2 separate regions of the Sus scrofa genome follow, and region 1 is linked to region 2. Evidence: chromatin contacts called from public Hi-C data. All regions are on one chromosome and are shown on one strand. Each heading gives the region's core, a stretch centred on a gene start, on an enhancer-like site or on the middle of the called end of the contact. The rest is flanking DNA. Distances are from core to core; before and after follow the strand shown.

The links. Hi-C and Micro-C count contacts between places; a contact is called where the count stands out from the background.
Region 1: a contact with region 2 is called in a Hi-C map of embryonic fibroblasts, with 2.1 times the contacts expected there. The contact joins the promoter of KYAT3 here to the enhancer-like site in region 2. A contact is called at or near these places in 3 of 47 Hi-C or Micro-C datasets (alveolar macrophages, embryonic fibroblasts and omental adipose tissue) and 1 of 2 datasets of contacts at active chromatin or transcription factors (alveolar macrophages).

What each region holds. Positions count from the first base shown.
Region 1 is chr4:127,449,777-127,454,123 of Sscrofa11.1, forward strand. It overlaps KYAT3 (kynurenine--oxoglutarate transaminase 3), which reads left to right and starts at 1,699. Exons shown (of 14, transcript XM_001929384.5): 1 at 1,699-1,780.
Region 2 is chr4:126,920,289-126,924,828 of Sscrofa11.1, forward strand. No RefSeq gene overlaps it. Among named protein-coding and RNA genes, the nearest start is that of LRRC8D, 39 kb to the left of the region's middle. Within about 2 kb of position 2,468, at least 39 of the 83 cell types and tissues checked have an H3K27ac peak or open chromatin away from gene starts, as enhancers often do. A contact at or near this core is called in alveolar macrophages, embryonic fibroblasts and omental adipose tissue, where this site is marked.

The DNA.
Region 1 (4,347 bases), core at 449-2,948, 530 kb after region 2:
AAAATCAAAGTTCTGGGGCCTTCAGGGCTCTGCATGATCTGGTCCTGTCTTCCCCCCCACCCCAATCTGGAAGCGCGTAGCCCTGGATGACTGTGCTTTAGACACAGGGGTCTCCCTCTTCGTCCTTGCATGCCCAGTTTGCTCCCATACCAAGGCTTTTTCAACTGCCATTTTTCTGTCCAGAATCATTTTTGGCAAAGTCGTCTCTTCATCATTCAGTTCTGGGTTCCACTGTTCCCTCCTCAAAAGAAGCCTTTTCTGACTCTCCTAATTAAACGACCCGCAGTCTCCCATCCTCACGGCTTCGTCCACAGCACTCAACACCATTTCAAACCATCATACACATTTGCTTGTCTCTGGCCTTTTCTTCCTCTTAAAGGTTGGAGACACACGCTCTCTCTGCCCATTTCCCCCAGAAGCCTGTGCACCTCTGTTCTCAATTCATGCATGTTACACGTGAGAAAAAGAAACACCGTACCTGGCATCAGAAATTGAGCAAACACTTACCATTAAGACTTCACTGTTGGGAGGCACGGATGGCGGAGCTCCTCCAGGAAAGTACCGCAATCTAAAAGGACATCAGCATCAGTCAGTCTCTGACTACGAGGAAGGGGCATAACAGACAAGATCCATTAATAGGGATCCCTGAATAGGGATCTCTTCTAACACTCTATTATTCAAACGACCCAAGGTTCCCAAGGTGTGTTTTCTCCCTCTTTGTAAAGTTATAAAACCAGCTTTTGGACTGCAGTTGTGCTCCTGGTGGCCTTTTGGTTGAAGAGTATTGACAAACGAATGCCCTGACAGTAGCTCACGATCTAGGGGTGAGATTCCCAACTGCACACAGCCAATTTTCCATCCGCCTCTGAAACTCGGCGAACCTAGTTCAACCAAAAGTTATCTCTCTCCTTTCCTCCGGACGTGAATAACAATGCTACCTCCCCTCCCACTCCTTCTATCCTCCCATCTTCTTAAAATTGGAAAGGAAGAAAATTGAAGCATGAAGCTCGATGCTTAATACAAGGCTCTCCTTTTGCTAACACCGCCTTCAAAAACGAGTAATTCGTGGTGTTCCTGTTTCTCTTGGCCGATTTTCCTTCCCTTTTAAACTGTCATTGATTTTCCTCCTCAGTTCCACGGCCCCTTCATTCTGTCCTCTGATCACACCCGCTTTTACTGTTCAGGAACGTAAATTCCTCTCTGCTTTTTTTCTCACCCCCACCCCAGGAGATAAATACACCCACGCGCCCTTCTGCACACTCTCCTTAGCCTTGCCCTCTCTGCACCGGCTAACATCTCGATAAATACAACCCTCCCCTCGCCTAAGCCCTGGGACCCGACAACCGGCTTTTCCTTCCAAATCTGCCCGCGTCCTATCACTGGGCCAACCCAACCCATCACACACCTCCAATTAGGGCTCCGGACCTCAGCGTCGCACCCCATCTCGGACCACATTCAAGACCCCGCCCCGCCCCCCTTACCCGGAGGAGCCACGTCCCGCAGCCCGGATCCTGCCCCACACTCGTCTGGCCTCCATCCCCATCCTGTCGGTCCGGAGGGGCCGAGCCCGCAGCCCATCCCCGGCCACATCTCCCTTCCCTCTTCCTCTCCTCCGGGTCGCTTCCCCGTCCGACGGTGCCCCGCCCACTACCCGGCTGACCCTCAGCCAATCCGCGCTCTGACTCCCGGCCAGGCCCCGCCCCACGTCGGAGCGCCCCGACGCACTCTCCAGTTCTCGCGGGACTTGGGCCACGGAAAGCGAGGTGTTCGCGGAAGGGATGTGAGTGGCGCGTCGGTAAGGTACGGGTGCGGGGAGGCCGTGGCCGCCTGGGCTCCGCGAGCGGGGCCGCGAGAGGAGGCGGGAGGGAGGGGGCCGCTGGGTGCGCGCGGGGGCCGCGCCTGCGGGGTGGGAGGAAGAGCCGGGCTGGACTCGGCTCAGGATTGGACTCGTGTCCGGCTCCGGGGCGCGCGGCCGGTGCATACGGCCCACGCGGGCCTGGAGGAGTTTGCTGCGGAGGAGGCGCCGAGGTGCTTGGCCTGCGGGTGGGACCCTGGGCCCCTCCTCGTCCGCCCCTTTCGCGCTGGATTTGGCAGTTGGGGCACTTCGTGGACGGTGAGGGAAGCTGACGCCCACTCCAGTTGGCAGCAGTGGGGATTCTTCATGCGAAGGAAAACAGCTGTCAACTTGCCGCAGAAACGACTCTTAGGGGAGCCCATAGTTTCTCAATCAGAGCGGAAAGCTGTCCAATTTGTTGCTTTTGGCGCCTGCCACCCAATTTTTCCGTCTTGCAGGCTCCTTCTTTGCTACCTGAGGGAGGAACTTGGCAGCTGCTCCTTCCACAGCCCCCTGTACAAAGTCCTAGCTCCCCTGGGCCTGAGACCCAGCTGCTGCAACTTAAACACCAGTCAGACCTGTTGCTGCCTTCTACGAAATTTGTAATAAGTTACCCGGACTCCCTTTTCACAAAACAGCTTTTCAGAAACTTGCAAAAGCACGTGTCCTAACTTGTCTTGTGCCAGCTAAACCTACCTGATTTTCCCCACTCTTGCTCCGATGACATGGCTGTAGAAGTGGACTAAAGTCCAGAGCATGAAGCAGAAATAAAGCTGTTTGTGGTAACTCTTAACCAGGTTTGTGCATTAATTAGCACTACCTCTTTTCACTGTCACCGCACCTTAATCTTCCTTGAGCTTGCAGTTAACCTGAACATCCTGGACTTTGTGACATTATCAACTGATTCCTTCTGCCTCTCCTTCCCACATGCAAAGTCATTATCCACTGATCATTTGGATTGAAGTCTACAGCTTCAAACGTCTCACAGTTCTTTTGACGGCTTTACTCACCTTTCGCCCTGGATCCTCCAACAATTCATCAGCCTTCTCAGCCTCAGGTCACCCCCAGCTATGCCATACATATCTTCTGTATCTTCATTTTAAACCATCTCCTCCAGAGATAATAGCACAGTTTTCTCTTGATCATGGGTATATGACTGCGGAGTTAATCCTAGATATACTATATGCCATAATCAGTTTTATTAGATCACCATGATTCATGATTTCCTTCACAGAATATTGTTTTTAAGGGTAAATGAGAAACACAATGAAAATATTGTTTAGAATTAAAAGCCACATACTTTTCGATTTCCTCCACCTTTTCTGTTCTGTGCCATCCCAGTTTATTTATTCATTGAGCTTACTGGTCAGTATGCACATGGAATGTTCATTGCTTTAGAAAAGCACTCCTCAGAGTTCCCATCGTGGTGCAGCGGTTAACAAACCCAGCTAGGATCCATGAGGACGCAGGTTCGAAACCTGGCCTTGCTCAGTGGGTTGAGGATCTGGCATTGCCGTGAGCTGTGGTGTAGGTCAAAGATGCAGCTCGGATTTGGCGTGGCTGTGGCTGTGGTGTAGGGCTGGCACCTGTACCTCCGATTGGACCCCTAGCCTGGGAATCTCCATGTGCTGCAGGTGCGGCCCTAAAAAGCAAAGAAAAAAAAAATTTTTTTAAGTGCTTCTCAAAAAGTCTATTTCATACATGGATCTAGAGATTATCATACTAAGCAAAGTATCAGAGAAAGAAGAATAACATCTCTTATATGTGGAATCTAAAAAAATGCAGCACAAATCAACATATCTATGAAACAAAAATAGGAGTTCCCGTCGTGGCGCAGTGGTTAACGAATCCGACTAGGAACCATGAGGTTGCGGGTTCGATCCCTGCCCTTGCTCAGTGGGTTAACGATCCGGCGTTGCCGTGAGCTGTGGTGTAGGTTGCAGACGTGGCTCGGATCTCGCGTTGCTGTGGCTCTGGCGTAGGCTGGCGGCTACAGCTCTGATTCGACCCCTAGCCTGGGAACCTCCATATGCAGCGGGAGCGGCCCAAAGAAATAGCAAAAAGCCAAAAAAAAAAAAAAAAAGAATGGTTCTTTTTTTGGGAGTTTCTGTTGTGACTCAGGGGTAATGAACCCAAGTAGCATCCATGAGGATGGGGTTCAATCCCTGGCCTCGCTCAGTGGGTTAAGGATCCTGCGTTGCAGTGAGCTGTGGTGTAGGTAAGCAGTTACAGCTTCAATTTAACTGCTAGCCCAGGAACTTCCATGGGCCACAGGTGTGGCCCTAAAAAAAAAAAAAAAAAAAAGTTTCTTTTCCTCCCCTGCAGGGAATGCATCATTCACAAGGGAATTTTATCTCCTACTTTCTCGAGATCAGATCACTCTTCCTGTCTCTTCTGTTTTTCAAATGCCTTTACCTCAAAATAATCCTTAGGCCAAAGTGGCATATTTGGGAATGGCATATTATGCCATCTTTTTGTCTTGTTTTGTTTGGTAGGGGGGGGTTGTTTGTTTT
Region 2 (4,540 bases), core at 1,218-3,717:
CTTCTGAGGTTTTTGAAAAAACTTTTATTTTTGTATTTATGTACAGTATACTTCACTTTTTTTTGTTTGGTATATAGACCTGTGAGTTTTAACACATGCATAGATTTGTGCAAACCGCTACCACAATCAGAATATTTCTGTCCCCCCGCCACTGCTCTTCTGCTGCATCTTAGGCAAACACTACCCCACCCCTGATTCCTGGCAACCACTGATCTGTTCTTTATCCTTATAGACTCTAACCTTTAGTCTATAGTTTTGGGTTTTTTTTTGGGAGTATGAGCATAACTGCATTTTGTATTTTTCCAGGGTAAAAATCTCGGCATGGGTTTGCTGGTTTACATGCTTATTGTTTGTTTACCTTTATAAGCACCTGCCAGATTGCTTTCTAAAGTAACTGCCCCATTTGGCAGGTCTGCCAACACCGTATGAGAGTTACGGTGGCTCTCTGCGTCCTCATCAGCCCTTGATATTGTCCATTTCACTTTTTGTTTGAGCCATTCTACTAGATATGCAGTGACATCTCCTCATGGGATACCAATTATTTTTGAAATTTATAGTAACAGTGTTTTAGACTCGGTGCAGAATTAAATTTATAGGCTAAAGTCCAAAAAAAGTTGTGGATAAACATGGAACAAGCATACTTAAAAAAATTTACCCCCTGCCCTTTTGGACGCCAATCATTTTCCATTTGTTATGGGGATATACCTTAAGCATGAATACCACAACGTGCTTGCAGGATTTTGTGCCAACAAGGAAATCCTCATGAACGAGGCCTAAGCTTTGCTTTTCTCTCAGGGATGCATAAGATGATGACTGGAAAATCGCCTCAAGAGACAAACACATACCTTATTGTTGTTATAAAAGATGCACTTGCTTATTAATTAAATGAAGGCAGTGTTCACCAGTAGCTAATATGGTGAAGGTATTACGTTAGACATGGTCTATGGAGAATATAAAACCGAGCTCTTGTCCCCATGGCATTTGCAATCCACCTATGGCGAGAAGGAAAATGTAAAAAAAAATCAAGTAACTAAGCCAGTAACACATGAATACACATTACAAGGATTTTTCTTAATTTTTCAAAATGGTCGTAAACATTTTGACAAGAAACAAAAACAATAAACAAAATACTGTACTAGAGATCAGTATGTTGACTTATATGGTACACTGCCGCAGAGTGTGTATGTTTAAGAAGGTATGTATACATATATGTATGACTGGGTAACCGCCGCACAGCAGAAGTTGACAGAACATTGTAAATCAACTACACTGATAGAATTAAAAACAGAAGGTATTTGTTTCCGCTCACGATACAGGATGTGTGAAGGGACAGGTCCAATAGGAGCGTGTCAGTCCCTAAGCAGGTGAGATTTGAGCCGGGCTTGGGACAACAGTGAGGTCTCGGTATCAGGAGACAGAAGACACTCCAGGTCAATCCAGTGTCGAGAGCTGAAGTGCAGGAGTTCCCGTTGTGGCTCAGTGCTAACGAATCCAACTAGAATTCATGAGGACTTGGGTTCGATCCCTGGCCTCCCTCAGTGGGTTAAGGATCCGGCGTTGCCGTGAGCTGTGGTGTAGGTTGCAGATGTGGCTTGGATCTGGCGTTGCTGTGGCTGTGGTGTAGACTGACAGCTACAGCTCCGATTGGACCCCTGGCCTGGGAACCTCCATATGCCAAAGGTGCACCCCTAAAATAAAATTTAAAAAAAGCGCTGGTTGATCTCATTCACTATCTCCTCAACAGCTTTGTAAAGAAGGTAAAACCCTGCAGTGACAAAGCTAGTAAGCTGTAGACCTGGGGTTCTGACCCAGACAGTCCAGTCCCAGCCCTTCACCGCGACGTAGTGCTGTAGTGCGAAGGCTAGAAGGGAAACTGGAGGTCAGATTACGGCCGAGATGATTGCACTTTTGCCGGGAGGACTTGTGTCCTCCATCCCCAAGACAATGCACCCCAGGAAGAGTGGTTCAGCCCGAGCCAGTCTGGGGGAAGAGCGTCCACACCGCCCCCCGCCCCCCCATGTGGACCCGCCTTCCCCTGTCCAGAGCCGGTGCCTCTCCAGGAGGGGCGCCCCCCTTTTGAGGCTCAGCGCTTTCGACGGCGGGAAGCGAGGAAGACTCTCACAGAACACAGCAGAGGACGACGAACGTCTGGAGCGCGGGTCTGGCAGCGAGGGTGGAAGGGACCGGACCCAGGAGATGGAGCCGAGAAGCCGGGAGGGGACCCTCCCTGCCGCAGAGCTCCGCCCGGGGACGGTGACGAGGCCGGAGCTGGGCTGGCGGCAGCCGGAGAGCTGTTGGGAAGTGCGGCCGGAGAGGACGTGGTGCCTCGGGAGCTTTGGGGGCGATCGGGAGGGCGGAGTGAGGCTGCCCAGGGTTTTGACCTCGTGTTCCCTCCGAGTCCTCCCGGAGAGCGGACGCCCGGGTCCCCGCGCCCTCAAAGTCCATTGCCACACCAGCCACGGCCGCTAGAGGGCGTCCCCGCCTCGCCGGCCGCGCCCCGGGGAGGGCGGCTCTGCAGTTTCACGTCCCGGTCAGGCTGGCCCGGAGCGCCTGGGGGAGCTGGGGTTTAGAACGGTTGATCATCACTGACACGGAAACTTGGAAGGGCTCCCACTTGATTGACAGCGCTGGAAACGGGGCCCAAGATGGAGCGGGGCAGTACCGAGCGCAGGCGCGGGAGCAGAGGGCGGGAGCGGGGCAGCTGCCTGCAAAACCCCATCGGCGGCCCTTGGCGGGCCCTGGCCCGGGGCTCGGGGCTCCGGAGATTCTGAACGTCATTCCCCGGCTTGTCCTGGCCGCTCAACTGGGCCAGCAGTCATGTTCATCTTCCTGCCCCAGGGTTGAGGTGTGTGTCTGAATTTATGTATGGCTGAGTGTGAGTGCGTGCACACATGTAGAGTGTGAGTGTGTATGGAAGTGCAAACACAGTGTGCATGTGTGTGGGGGTGGGTGAGTGCGTGTGCACACGTGCGGGTGCATATCTGTATGTATAGAAGTGATTACACATGTGGGTGTGGGTGTGCACACGTGTGGATGCATATGTGTGAGTGTGTGTAGAAGTGAGTACACGTGTGCATACGTGTGTGCGTGGGTGAGTGTGTACACCTGTGGGTGCAGAGTGTGAGTGTGCATGCGAGTGTGCATGTGAGCGTGCGCCTGTGAGCATGTCGCCTGGGTCTGTGCGCCTGCCCTGCAGGGAGAATGTGAATGTTTGTTGCTTGGCTTTGGCCCAAAAAAGAAAGAAATAATGAGGTGAACGGAAGTGAACTGGAGTCTGGGCTTCAGCTCTAATGAGCTGCTATCAGTGTTGACAAAGAGGTCATGCAATAGAAGCAAACGGGCCAAGCATGGAAAACCCAGGGACCAGGTGGTGTGGAGGGCTGGCGGTCCCCGCGGCAGGAAAAGCCACCAGAAGCCCAGGCGCCTGGGTCAGGAGAAGAGCCTCCGACCCGGGCCCAGATGGTGGGGACCCCGCCGGGCCGGCATCTCTTTGTGCTGCTCTGGGTCTTACCGGGGGGCCGCTTGGCTTTTTGATGGGCTGACCATGACCTGCCTCACGGTCCCCTGGGCGGTTTGCTCATTGTCTTTGTCAGGCTGGCCCCGGTCCCGGTTTCCCAGAGATGAGGTCACAGCCCTCTTACTCAGCAGCTGCTCAGATGGCCCCGGCTCTGACCCATGTCTGCGCTTAGTCACCTGGCTTGGTCCTGGGCTCACCTCTGCGCCCCGCAGTGGTTTGGAAGCGGGACCGTGGAGGCAGAGGCGCAGGCTATTTGCTGGATGCCTGAGAAGGAGCTGCTTCTGTTTCCAGACCTGTGTGTGTATTTCTGTGCAAGTGGGTGGGAAGGATGGGGGTGGAAGGGGATGCCAGAGGCCCCTAGGCGGGCTGCCCCCTCACAACGCTGGGGGCCGTATGTGGGTGTGTGTGGGGGTATCCCACAGGCTCGACTCAGCAGGCTTCCAGACCCGGGTTCCGCTGGGGAGAGAGCGCCCCCGTGCCTGTCCTGCATTCAGAGATCAGGGCCCTCACAGCCCCTGGGGACCCATCCCCAGAGGGGACAGGGCCCTCTCACACAGGGCTGTGACACCTTTCTTTCTTTTTTCCCCTTTTTTGGCTGCCCCGTGGCATATGGAGTTCCCAGGCCAGGGATCAGATCTGAGCTGCAGTTGTGACCTGAGCCGCAGCTGCAGCAATGCCAGATCCTTAACCCACTGTGCTGAGCTGGGGATCGAACCTGCATTCACGGCTGCAGAGACACCACTGCGGGAACTCCAAGATCTTTTTCCAAATCTCTCCATAGACAGAACATTCTCCTTACACTTGTATACGTGTGTGTGTGTGTGTGTGTGTGTGTGTGTGTGCACGCGCAGCAGGAAGGGCACACTTCATCGCTTTACCCGCACCCTAATAAATCTCGAGAGCAGTCTCTTCTTCTCAGAAATTTGTCAGAACACTTCCTGTTTGCTGTTTGTTTAAATATTCCCTGTTGGAGTTCCCGTCGTGGCGCAGTGGTTAACGAATCCGACTAGGAACCATGAGGTT